Linked DNA regions of Danio rerio: regions 2 and 3 are each linked to region 1. The links are chromatin contacts, called in public Hi-C maps. All regions are on one chromosome and are shown on one strand. Each heading gives the region's core, a stretch centred on a gene start, on an enhancer-like site or on the middle of the called end of the contact. The rest is flanking DNA. Distances are from core to core; before and after follow the strand shown.

What was found. Hi-C and Micro-C count contacts between places; a contact is called where the count stands out from the background.
Region 2: a contact with region 1 is called in a Hi-C map of embryo, with 2.5 times the contacts expected there. The contact joins the enhancer-like site here to the promoter of pde4ba in region 1. A contact is called at or near these places in 3 of 18 Hi-C or Micro-C datasets (caudal fin, embryo and an unstated tissue) and 1 of 4 datasets of contacts at active chromatin or transcription factors (caudal fin).
Region 3: a Hi-C map of an unstated tissue shows a contact between it and region 1, with 2.8 times the contacts expected there. The contact joins the enhancer-like site here to the promoter of pde4ba in region 1. A contact is called at or near these places in 2 of 18 Hi-C or Micro-C datasets (hematopoietic stem cells and an unstated tissue).

Annotation. Positions count from the first base shown.
Region 1 is chr6:33,695,932-33,699,956 of GRCz12tu, forward strand. pde4ba (phosphodiesterase 4B, cAMP-specific a) reads right to left here and starts at 2,232. Exons shown (of 19, transcript XM_073954267.1): 1 at 2,003-2,232; 2 at 1,529-1,594; 3 at 1,180-1,251. It also overlaps a transcript of lepr not described here.
Region 2 is chr6:33,482,556-33,486,552 of GRCz12tu, forward strand. The region is part of intron 5 of pde4ba (phosphodiesterase 4B, cAMP-specific a); the gene reads right to left. Among named protein-coding and RNA genes, the nearest start is that of sgip1a, 160 kb to the left of the region's middle. Within about 2 kb of position 1,541, at least 9 of the 62 cell types and tissues checked have an H3K27ac peak or open chromatin away from gene starts, as enhancers often do.
Region 3 is chr6:33,927,606-33,931,640 of GRCz12tu, forward strand. It overlaps jak1 (Janus kinase 1), which reads left to right. Exons shown (of 24, transcript NM_131073.1): 16 at 2,175-2,326. Among named protein-coding and RNA genes, the nearest start is that of jak1, 46 kb to the left of the region's middle. Within about 2 kb of position 1,931, at least 6 of the 62 cell types and tissues checked have an H3K27ac peak or open chromatin away from gene starts, as enhancers often do.

The DNA.
Region 1 (4,025 bases), core at 982-3,481:
GGCAAATTCTTCCTTAAAGATTTTGTTCAAAAGTTAAAGCTAATCAATCTGCTTCCCTACACACTAATTCCATGTCTGGTATCCTGATTTTGGCTCTTGAGTTCTGCCATCCTGTGATGCACAAAGTTCAGAACTGGTCTAAAAAGAGCCATATTTCTGAATTACACGCAACCACCTTAAAACAATAGTTCACACAAAAATGAAAACCACCTCATCATTTACTCTACCTCATGTGGTCTTAAACCTTTATGTTTCTTTCTTCTGTTAAACACAAATTATTTTATTTTGAAAAATGCTGGTTGATGGCACCCATTACTACTATTGTGCTTTGTTTCTATTCAGTGGTTGTAAAAATTTACAAAAAACTCATTATAACAGACTTAATAATGCACAAGGACAAAGAATGATATCCCATCTGGTCAAGAGTGGCACAAATAACTCAACACTTTAATGATTATTATGAGTGATATGTGTCACTACACATCACACCGCATTCTGGGGCAGACAATATACTGGGCTGACTGGTCAGAGCACCTATGATGACATCTGTCAACCATTGTTCAGTGAGCTCCATGCTTACTGACATGTATTTGATGGCACCAGGATGCACAAAATTAGTAGAGGAAGTGTGATGTTCTGTTTGGAAACTCTGGGTCTGATCATGTAAGTATAAATTTGACAAACGTAAACTACTGTATCTGCAGTAAGCTATGTTGCAGAGCCAGGTATACAGTACACCCATCAATGATAATGGTGATCCCTGGTGATGATAATACACCCTGTAATACTGTACACACTGTTCAGGAATGGTTTGAAGAACATGATAAAAAGTTAAAGTTGTTTGCTGGCCTGGCCTTAGAGCCAGATGTGCACGGGACACCCAGAAAGTCAGCATATATAGTTATATATATATATATATATATATATATATATATATATATATATATATACAGTTAAAGTCAGAATTATTATTATTTAACATTTTCAGGTGCACAATATTGTAGTTCTGTATATTTCTAATTAGATGTCACCTTGGTGAACATAAGACTTTTTATTTCTTTCAAAGAATTATATTGAATATTTTACACAGGACTGCCAGGGGACTCTTTAAAATCACAGATGTGTCTGTTAGTTAAGAAGGATAAACAGGATATAAGAAGAAGCGCATGACCAACTGACCTGTCTCTAATGAGATCATTAAAGCTGTCTTAAGCAGATTAAAGAGTAGTGGCATCAAGTATCAGAGATGACCTGTTGATTAAACCATTACTGGATTCAGTTAGTTTTCCTTCTCAAAGATACGTCAGAGCATACGGAAAATCACATTAAATGATGCAGAAAAGCAAGTTAGAGGAGATTAAAGCAGGTAAAGAGTTCAAATTGTACATTATGTAAGCACCCTGGAGTTCCATGTGCTGACATTAATAAATATATTAAAAATGAACAAATGGTTTGAAATGGTTATTACGATGTGTGTTCTTCTGTTTAGTTTAAAAATAAAAGTTATTTTATATTTTACATATCTTACCTTGATAGATCTGGAACACTTGGACAAAAAGAGTTGCTTGGGAATATCAATTTGTAGTTCACACACCTAAAAACATATTACATTAATACATGGAAATATCAAAAGAAGGTAAATTTACAAGAATAGATGGTGTTCATGGCTGCATTATGCCATGCTATAGCATTTAACAGATTTAAATGTATTAGCTGTTGACATTTAACAGTGGTGTTAAAGTGCCATCTGTTGGTTACTTAGAAGAAGTGAAAGTTTTCTATCTATCTATCTATCTATCTATCTATCTATCTATCTATCTATCTATCTATCTATCTATCTATCTATCTATCTATCTATCTATCTATCTATCTGCCCTACAAACACACAGACACGTCTGTTTTGGGATGGTTTTTTTATCCATAAGGGGCTTATAAAGGGCTCACGTCGCGTGTAAATAAACAAAATAAGATACCAAAAATATTAATATCAAATGAGGCCTACCTATGCGTGTGTTTCTGGATTCTTGAGCGCATTTCTATGTATTGCTTGCATGATTAGATAGGATAGGATACTGTTTTCTGTCAGTAAAACTGTAAACACAAGATGATTAGCGAACTCACCTTCAAAGAGTGATTAATTAACCACATAACCTAGACCATATTTTCGTACATTTCATCATACACAACTCTAACTAGCGTTACGCTTTGGCTATCAGTTACTGCCGCGTTCACGAATTTTGTAAAGTTTCTTTGGTTATGTGGAAACAGTTTGACGACGCACACATTCTCATTGGCTGTAGTTCAATCATGAACGTCATCCTTGCGTAACCGACGAAGAAAAAAATTAACTGTCTATACGTGATAAAGTGCTATCAACTTTACTTTTACTGAATGAATATGTTCTTTTATTTATTTATTTTTTTATTTTTTTATTTTTTTCTATAATGAGAAGTTGGAAAATTGAGCTTACGTTAATAATCTTTTGATTATACTTACCAAGTTTTATATCTATCGTTGTAAGTTTAGCAGTCAGAAACCTCTTCAGTGGTACTCAAAGCAGAAATTTTTAATACTATTAAAGGGAGTACAAACAAAAAAAGCTCTGTATTTGTTTGACACGTTTAAGTTATTGTGAGTTAGTAAGGCTAGCATTATTTATAATATTTTTTTTATTTTCTTTAATTGTAATTTTATGTTGTTTGAGTTTTTGTACTTTTATATAACTTTAAATGATAAATAAAAAATATATACATATAAACAATATATATACATATGGGGAACTGTCTGGGTAGGTTACAAATGCAGAAATCATCTTCATTTATAGGAAAATTTTGAAAAGTAACTGTAGAATTATATAAAGAAATTCAATGAAGGTCAATGAAGGCCTTCTGCAACAGTGAATATCAGATTCTTGCCACTCACATGACATCTCTGTTCTTTATCAATCCTTAGTATACTACTAGCAAATCTGAGACTACCATCTGTGACTTAACCTTAGGCCTAATTTACTCCAACTACTTCTGTGTTTAGATTACTTTTTGGTCACATTTGACAGAAATTGCTTAATGATAATAATTACTAATAACTTGCTTTAATGCTTTTACGTTGATCCATTTGAATAATTTTACCTTGTATTATTAAGCATAGCTTGCTATTTAATTTAGAATTAATTTAGATTAATTTATGCCAAACAACACATTTTAGAGAGAGAAATTAAAAATAATCATATTTTGAATTACTAGTTAGCACTGTCGCATCACAGCAAGATGGTTGCTGGTTCAGTTGGCGGTTCATTGTGGCGACCCCTGATGAATAAAGAGAGTAAGCTGAAGGAAAATTAAAGAATGAATGTTGTGAACAATATACCCTATAACCATGCATCATTAGAAAGTTACTGTAAACTGATAACATTTTGAAATGCAATGACATAAATGCAATTGCAATTTTATTTGGACTACCCAGCATAGGGAACAAGTAAACAAATAACAAATGACCGTAATTGCAATAAATAGTTTATTCTGACCAGAAAAATAGACAAGAAATACGTGAATAGTACTGTACACACATTCTTACATATACTCTTGACATATATAATCAGTTTTATTCACCGGGTTACCCTCAACCCCCATTTCATCCAAAAATACCATACACTGAAAATAGAGGACATTTTTTTAGACTCAAAATATTTGAGTTTTCAGAGAACACCGACCTCACTGACAAAATATACATTCATATGAAGCGAATAAGCCTGATGTGAATGAAGACACGAAAGGTTTTTATTCACAAAGCTGATATTTAGATGGACGCCTCTTTAAAATGTCCATTTGCTTATGATAACCTGGACTTGACGAAGCACCAAAATTCCATAAACAGCCACAAAACCATGACTGCTACAGAAACCACCATACTGAGAGAGCTAAAACAAGGTCCTTCCTTCTTCAGTCTTCCTGCTAAAGCACTTCCTTCTAGTTCATGAGGTCTTTGTGTGATTTTACTTCACTTATGAAAGGCTCCATGTGATGAAG
Region 2 (3,997 bases), core at 291-2,790, 210 kb before region 1:
AATGCAGTCGATTTCAAATCTCACTTAGGTTAGAGGTGAGATGGGGAAGTGGAGATATAGACTTGTGGAGCTGTGAATTACATTCCAGGTCCATTTCAAAAAGTGGCTGAACCGGAAATGAGAATGTTTCGAACCATGGTGAGTTCATTGAAATGTTTAGTTTCAGTATGACTAAGGCAGTCAAGATTATACCTTTCACATGCTTCTTATGAAGTATAGTACAACAAAATGTTATTTTAATTTTCAATTTCTAAATATTTATTATTAATTACATTTTAAAGTATTTTTTAATTAAAAATATTAATTTAACAATTAAATTAATAATATATTGTAATATATTGTAACATATGGCATGTTATGTTTTATTACTTTATTATATATCTTATTTATATTAAAATCTGAAAAACAATATTCATAGCTAAATGATTTTTGCCTACCCAACAACTAACAAATAATTTCAATTCAATTCATCTTTATTTCTATAGTGCTTTTACAATGTAGATCCATGTCTACATCACTGTCAAAGCAGCTTCACATAGAAGATTATAGTGAATTGAAACAGTGTCCGTTCAGTTTTCAAAGTTTTATTGGATAAACCCTACTATTCCATGAGTGAATGCATATTCTGTGCTTCTGAATGGCTGTATTTAAATTTCTGTCATGTTTCCTTAGGTGCAAACAGCTAAATTGTTTATCACTGCAAATCTCGTCACGTAGCATGTTGTTAGGACATGTAGTTACAATGTAACTTGCACGCCTAATGTTTACATTCCTAATATTTATATTCTTTGCTAATTAAAAACCACCTGTGGAACTGAATCTGCGACTCATTTTGGAGTCTGCTACTGTCCACCAGAAGTCTAATTTCGGTCACGAAAGCATGCTTTTTAGAGCCTTTCTGACTGAATGAAGGAAGTATGCGATTTTCCATCAAGGCAACCCAGGGTGCTGAAATATAATTGGCTAAACTGGCATTGTGCGGGTTAAATGACCAAAACAAAGACAGTGTTTCGGCACGAAAAAAAAACATTTTCAAAGCAAAATATTTGACTTCAGCATTGTTTTTCAGATAAACAAGAATGCTCACTTGGCATGTTTCTTAAATATCTGCAAATATATTAAAGTATTTCTATGCTTTAGAAGAGTCAAAAACTTACATGCAGCACTTTAAAGTAGTTTACAGTTTGTCCACAACTCTTTGCAGTATAGAAATTAAAAATCATATTAATATAAATCCACTATATCTTTATTTCTATTTCAAATGCAGGGTTCCACAAAATTCCTTCTTGTTGTCCCACATAAATTGAGTAAGTTTACTCAATAGGTTTTTTCACATAAGCTTCTAAACTCAAAAAACTAAGCAAGTTAGTTATTTACAGTCCCACAAGATACTCAGACCATCGCTGGTTTCAAGGTGTGTTGTATATACTATAACAATAAAACAGAATTTTTCCATAGCACATGCTTGTATTACAGTGTTGGAGGGGTCATGTTGGACATGATATGCGCTGAGCAGAGTATTCCATGACCCTGTCACAAAGCATGCTGTAAACTGATCCTCAACGCAGGCATGACAGCTGCCTGTGTGTGCTCGTGTGGAGCTTCCCAGATGAACCCTGAAACAAAGCTTTGTTCATCTAATCCTGTCAATCACAATGCAAGCATGTTTAAGCGGTGGTTTATCTCACTCCACTATCTCACTGACAACACTTCAACAACTCAGAGGTTATTTACGTCATTGTGTTTTGTATTGTAGTTTCCTCTCCACCGTAAACATTCAAAGTTTTCTTGCACATTACTTTGTAAACTGGCTTTGCAGTCATCTCTAAGATATATGCTATGCAAAACAGAAAAACTAAACTGAATTTCCACAAAAAAGCATTTTAGGTGCACATCTAAAAAGTCTTTTATAACTTAAGATCCATTCATACCAAGGAAATAACTACAATAATTAAGAGAGAGAGTTCTAAAATTGCTCTAAATGTAAATGGATTACCACCATTGTAACAGAAAGTCCTGAGGTAAAATGTCATTGTTACCCCTAGAAGGGTCTGGGTTCATTCTACGTGAGTTATGACACCTGGGGCCAGCGAGTCTGACAGTGAAAGTCACTCGATGACACCTTATCTACCAAGATGCTGGTTAGAACCAGCCTGTCCCATATCAAAGACTTTCCATAGAAAAAAAACATCCATCCTGGCTTGGACCCACTCACACAAAGACACACACTATTGAAATGAAGTCATAGAAATCTTACAATTCAGCCCAAAGTACATGTAATGTGTTTGTAACCTATGTGCTCTTTTACTTAATTTCTTTCTCAATTCTATCTCAATTCTTAATCCAACCGGTATATGCCTTTTTTTAAAAACATTAGACAAGCTAAGAATGCATGAATTATATTTTATGTATTTCTTAAAGTGTCATTCATCTCCATGCATAATTCTACAGTTCATGATCTAGGACACAGGATGATAACTTTTATGCTGGGTGTATTTTCAAACCATGAGTTAAAGTTTTGTCTATCTGTCTTGGGATGGTACAGACCAGCGAGGAGGAATAAAGGAAGTTTACCGTGCAATTTTTCCTCTCTCTCCATTCGTCAGTCAAGAGAGACTGGGAGTTACCTTACCAATACCTTTAAATATCTGTTACACCCACACATAATCACATAAGGTCACCAACACAAAGGATGGACCGTTTCTGTACCTCGTGACTCACTTGAGTCCGCATTTCTTATTTTTTCTGCAAATTATATCTGTTTGTTTGCGCTGTGTATATCCTCCGATAAGCGCAGCAAACTCTTAAACAAAAAAAAAAACTCTTAAAATACTTAATCTTCCAAGCATCGGAGAAAACTCAACACGAAAGAAAAAAGACCCACTAAACTAGTATTTAGTTATGACTTAGTGTTACGACTGAAGTTTATTTATTTGTTTATTATTGCGGATTGTACTCTTTTTCTTTTGTCCCACCTCCTTGCTGTTTTTCTGTTGTCTTATAGGCTCCCACGCCAGCGTGATTCCCTGCTCTGATTGGCTGCTGGTCTACGAGGCCTGTTTATAAGGGAGCTTCCGGCAGGGATCGGGGAGCTCATTTCTGCTGCGTTCGGTGTTGCGAGTGGAGCTCCTGGGTTTCCCTCACCCCCTTCGGCCGACGATCAAACACCAACCAACTTTGTATTGATGACCATGCTTGAATATTTTTTTGAGAGTTTGAGCGTGTAGGGGTGACCTGCCTATTTATTTGATTACTTTTGACTTTGTTTATGTTAGGGAGTAAGGTAAGATTCTTGTATTTTTATTTAAATAGTAATAGGTAATTTAGGGGATTTATTTTATAGATTCTTTTGTTTGTTATTTTGGCCTGTGGTCACCCTGACGAAATGCTCATTTATATAAACCCTATTTTTCTATAATAAATATCTTCATATATAATCTCAATTAAGTGTGTGAGTTTGGTTGTCGACCGAAGGGAATCTTTTGCTTTAAGTTTTGTTTAGTTTGGGAAATCCACCACCCCAACACATTTGTTTTTTTTCTTCGTTTATTATGCCCTTTTGTTTCCCCTAGACTTGGGGCGTAATACTTAGTCATGCGTTTATGCTGTGCCCTTTTAAGGTGTTTATATACTTGGTGGTTCTTAATAGCTGTGTGGGACTTAGTTAGATTTGCCTTTTTTTATCAAACCTCTCTATTTTCCACGCAATTCTGTTCTTTTGTTTTCAATAAATCATGATAAAGTCACATTGGATTGTTTTTTTTTTGCCTCACAGAAAAGGTCACTCTAATAGTAAAAAGCCTGCCAGCTTATTAAGTTTAATAAAACTTCTAAACTATTCATCTACTTCACTAGAAGTAGCTAAAATTGCCTTTCTAAGTAAATAAATAATTACAAGCATAACAACTGCACAGACAAGCGGACAAAGTCATTGTTATATTTATTTTGTTGAATTAACTATAAGGCGACGCAGAGGCGCAGTAGGTAATGCTGTCGC
Region 3 (4,035 bases), core at 681-3,180, 230 kb after region 1:
TTCATACAGGATTTATGGTACTTATCAACAAGACTTTTTCAATTATAAAGGAACTCATCAAAGCTTTCAAGGAGGAACGCCCTTTCATAACGCCACTTTATTAAAGTGTTATTTATGTCTTTATAGACATTGTGATTTAATACATCGTCAATTCTCATATATGAGCACCAAGACCACTTGATGCATCTGATTATTTAGATTTTACACATGGCACTAAACATATTAAACAACCGTTTTTGTTTTGGTTATTGTAATGGTTTATAAATGTATTATTATTTCTTACAATAATTATAGCATTTATTTAAATAAAATGTAGTTAAATATTAATTTAAATTTACATTAAAATTAAAGGTAAATAATTGTGCTATATATTGTAAATAAATGTTGTATATTTTGCTTTTTTAATTTTGTCAATTTTTGATGTGCTAAAACATTTTAATAAATATATAAATAAATACTTATTCATTTAGGAATTATTATATTAAGGATTCTTATTACAGTACTATTACATTTTGGGGTAGAATAATTTTAGGGCATTATTTTTGTATTTTAATTGAATTAAAAATGTTGAATTTTATCGTGACGTGCACTTACTGCAAGTTTTACACACACACACACACACACACACACACACACACACACACACACACACACACACACACACACACACACATATATATATATATATATATATATATATATATATATATATATATATAGGGCTTGACATTAACTCTTTTGGTCACCTGCTAGTGTGGCTAGTAGGTTTTTCAACATTATTAGCCACTCGCCCTTTACACTCGCCACAATTTTGTTGTTGTGAAAATATATTTTATATGCATAAATATGACTTTGACATATTAAAATTACTTGATTTAGATTTTGTGGAATGTCAACATGCTTCCTGATTAATTTTACTTTTTGTGTATGTTTCTTTGTGAGCTTGCTCTATGAAACCATGACCCATGTGCTTATGCTCACTGTGTTGTATTACAATTAGTTTTTATTTCACATGACATTTCAGAGCTCAAAGGATTTACCAAATTTATCTCTGACCACTTTAACAATAAATAAATAATTATTTCTTAGCCGCAAATTTTAAATAATGTGTCCAAACAAGCAAAATACAGCTGTATATTATACTTTTTATTTAACAAAACATTTCTTGAAAAAATAGTTGACACCAGTTAACCACACATACATTTGAAGGTAATATCCTATATCATGTTTAAATAAGGGTTAAAGCGAAAGCAACTGCTGCTTACAAAAAGACCAATCTTGAGCTCTTGAAAACTGCAGGACTGTGGGTGCATGAACATAACTTACTGTCCAGTATATTTGAAAAAGGACTGATCACACCGGTGGTGTTTCTAGGCATGTTGTTTTAAGCAAGGAAACGGGAGCACGTACGCATTTTAAACGCACATCAGCTGTTGGCGCGAGTGATTATCCTCTATATATTCTGTATTATATTCTGTATTCAACCAGCTTTCTTTTGCCTGCACGAACAAAATTATATTTGTCAGTCATGCTGCTTTCCAATTCTAAGATCACATTTGCGGGAATATTAAGCCAGTCTTATTGTCGAACTCTGCTTTTAAGAAAACTACAATTTAAAAATTATTGTCAACAAGCCAAAATGACTAGTGGAGGTGGCTGTCTAACCCGCCACAGATAAAATATACCCGCATTTGGCGGGTTGGCGGGTGTTAATGTAAAGCCCTGTGTGTGTGTGTGTGTGTGTGTGTGTGTGTGTGTGTGTGTGTGTGTGTGTGTGTGTGTGTGTGTGTGTGTGTGTGTGTGTGTGTGTGTGTGTGTGTGTGTGTGTGTGTGTAGTTATATATATATATTCATCGTGTTTGAACTGCGAAAAAAGATTGGACTACTCGGATTAGATCACTGACAGGAATTGTTGGCCGAGATCCAGCTCAGCTCCCTCAAGCACTTCAGAGACCAAAAAAGCGCCCTGTTTGTTGTGCGCCAGGGACTGTTACAGGAAAGACTGGTTGTGTGTTTTTTTGGAAAGGCGCACACAGAGGGACTGAGATGAGGGGTTATTTGTTTAATATAATGCCCTTCCTAAAGTCTGTTGTGATGCTTGAATGATGGAAAGGGGTAGAAACCAGTCTAGCATGCTGATCATGCATGACCGTGTGTTTTGTGTGTGTCTACAGAGTGTGTGGACAGGATTCCTTGGATTGCTCCAGAGTGTGTGAAAGACACAGCTAATCTGAGCATAGCGGCTGATAAGTGGAGTTTCGGGACAACTCTTTGGGAGATATGTTACAACGGAGAGATTCCTCTGAAAGATAAGAAACTCACTGAGGTAACAGCATTCACATACACTGTTAGGCATGTTTTAGCTAGGGCTAGGCAAAAACAAATCACTTATTTAATTTATAGTTTACTTGTTTTTTTTATATAAAAACAGTGATTTATTCACTATAAGTTCTAAAAAAAATCATCATCAGTCATTTTTTTTCACTAGATTCTGTAATGCGGGGGGAAAGCCATAAAGCTGTGCGATATAAAAATGTCAAAAGATGGATTTTTCGATGTAATTAATATAAAAAATGTTCTGTATAATTGATCTTTAACACCCAATTCAGTACAATGCTGCTTATATACATTAAAGTATCAAATAAACATTGATTAATGTAAGAAAAGGCTAGGATGTTTGATAAGTTAATAAATTAAACGTGAAAGAGACTGTCAGAGGCCTTTCTGTAGCATAGCACTAAAATTTAAAGAGCTGAATTTGCTTACATTTTGTGACTTATTTCTACTTCAGTGTACATAATTTGAAATTGCTAATTATTAGCGGTGTAATGCATCACGGTTAATTCATGATTCATACGGATTACAACTCATGGTTTGGAACACTCGTGACATGCGGATTAAGAATTTTTTTTTTACTGGTAGATTGATTCTGAATTTGTAACGATCAGAGAGATCGCCTCCTGCGTCGTTCAAATCACATGTATGCATTTAGGCTTTCACACAACCTAAACTATAAATGATGGTGATTTGAAAATGTTTATAAATTCTTCGAATCGCTGAATTCAAATCTGTTTTGTGTTAGTTATGAAGTTACAAACAGTAAAATAACACAGAAGTAGTGGGATAACAGTTTATAGTTTAGATAAAACCACTGATGTTTATGGTAAAGATTAAAATTACCACTATATGCATTTAACTATGCTCAAAAATGAAAGTTGTAGGCAGCAGTTGCATTATTTAACCAGTAGGTGGCAACAACCAGCCATCAGAATATGCCACCAAGTAATTCTTCAAAAATGATCCATCTAACAATAAAACATGAAGATTTATGAGTGAATTACTGAATCATTTACTAAAAATTACTAAAAATAAATGTGGGTTGTACAAATTATAATGTAAGATTTCTACATTTAGTGTCATCAGCAACAGTAGCAGTAACAGTGAATTTTTCACACTACTGAATGTTTTACAATTTATTTTTGATTCAGCTGATTATTTCTTCTTTTTATTTGTAATAATATTGCAGGTTCTAAGTTCTGCTTGTTAAAACCAAAAGTTTTTTTGCAGTACTTTTTTTGTAATTAAATTTTTCTTTTCACCATTTTGGCTAATCCGAAAAATGGTTCAATCCATGACTAAAAAACCATAATGTGATACGAACCGTGAGATTTGTGATCCGTTACACCACTACCAAGTTTCCTTGTAAACAGTAAAAAAGTCTAATGTTAAAGCAGTTTGGACACATCGTCTGTGTATTATGTCTTAAAATGACAACTGTCTAATAATTCAGTTCATGCCATTAATATTGATACAAGTACAAGGGAAAAAATCTCTGTACTTGGCTGAATATTTTTCTTTGTTTTATTAATGATATATCTATATGTATTATTAGAAGGGCCCTTGGTTTTCGACTTCTAAAACCTTTGGAATGTTTCATATTATGACTAATTCCATGCTACTGAAATAGAGAGTTGGGTTCTGTTTTACTGTATCCATGATTCTGAAATAAAATATTAGTTCAGATTAATTCATTTC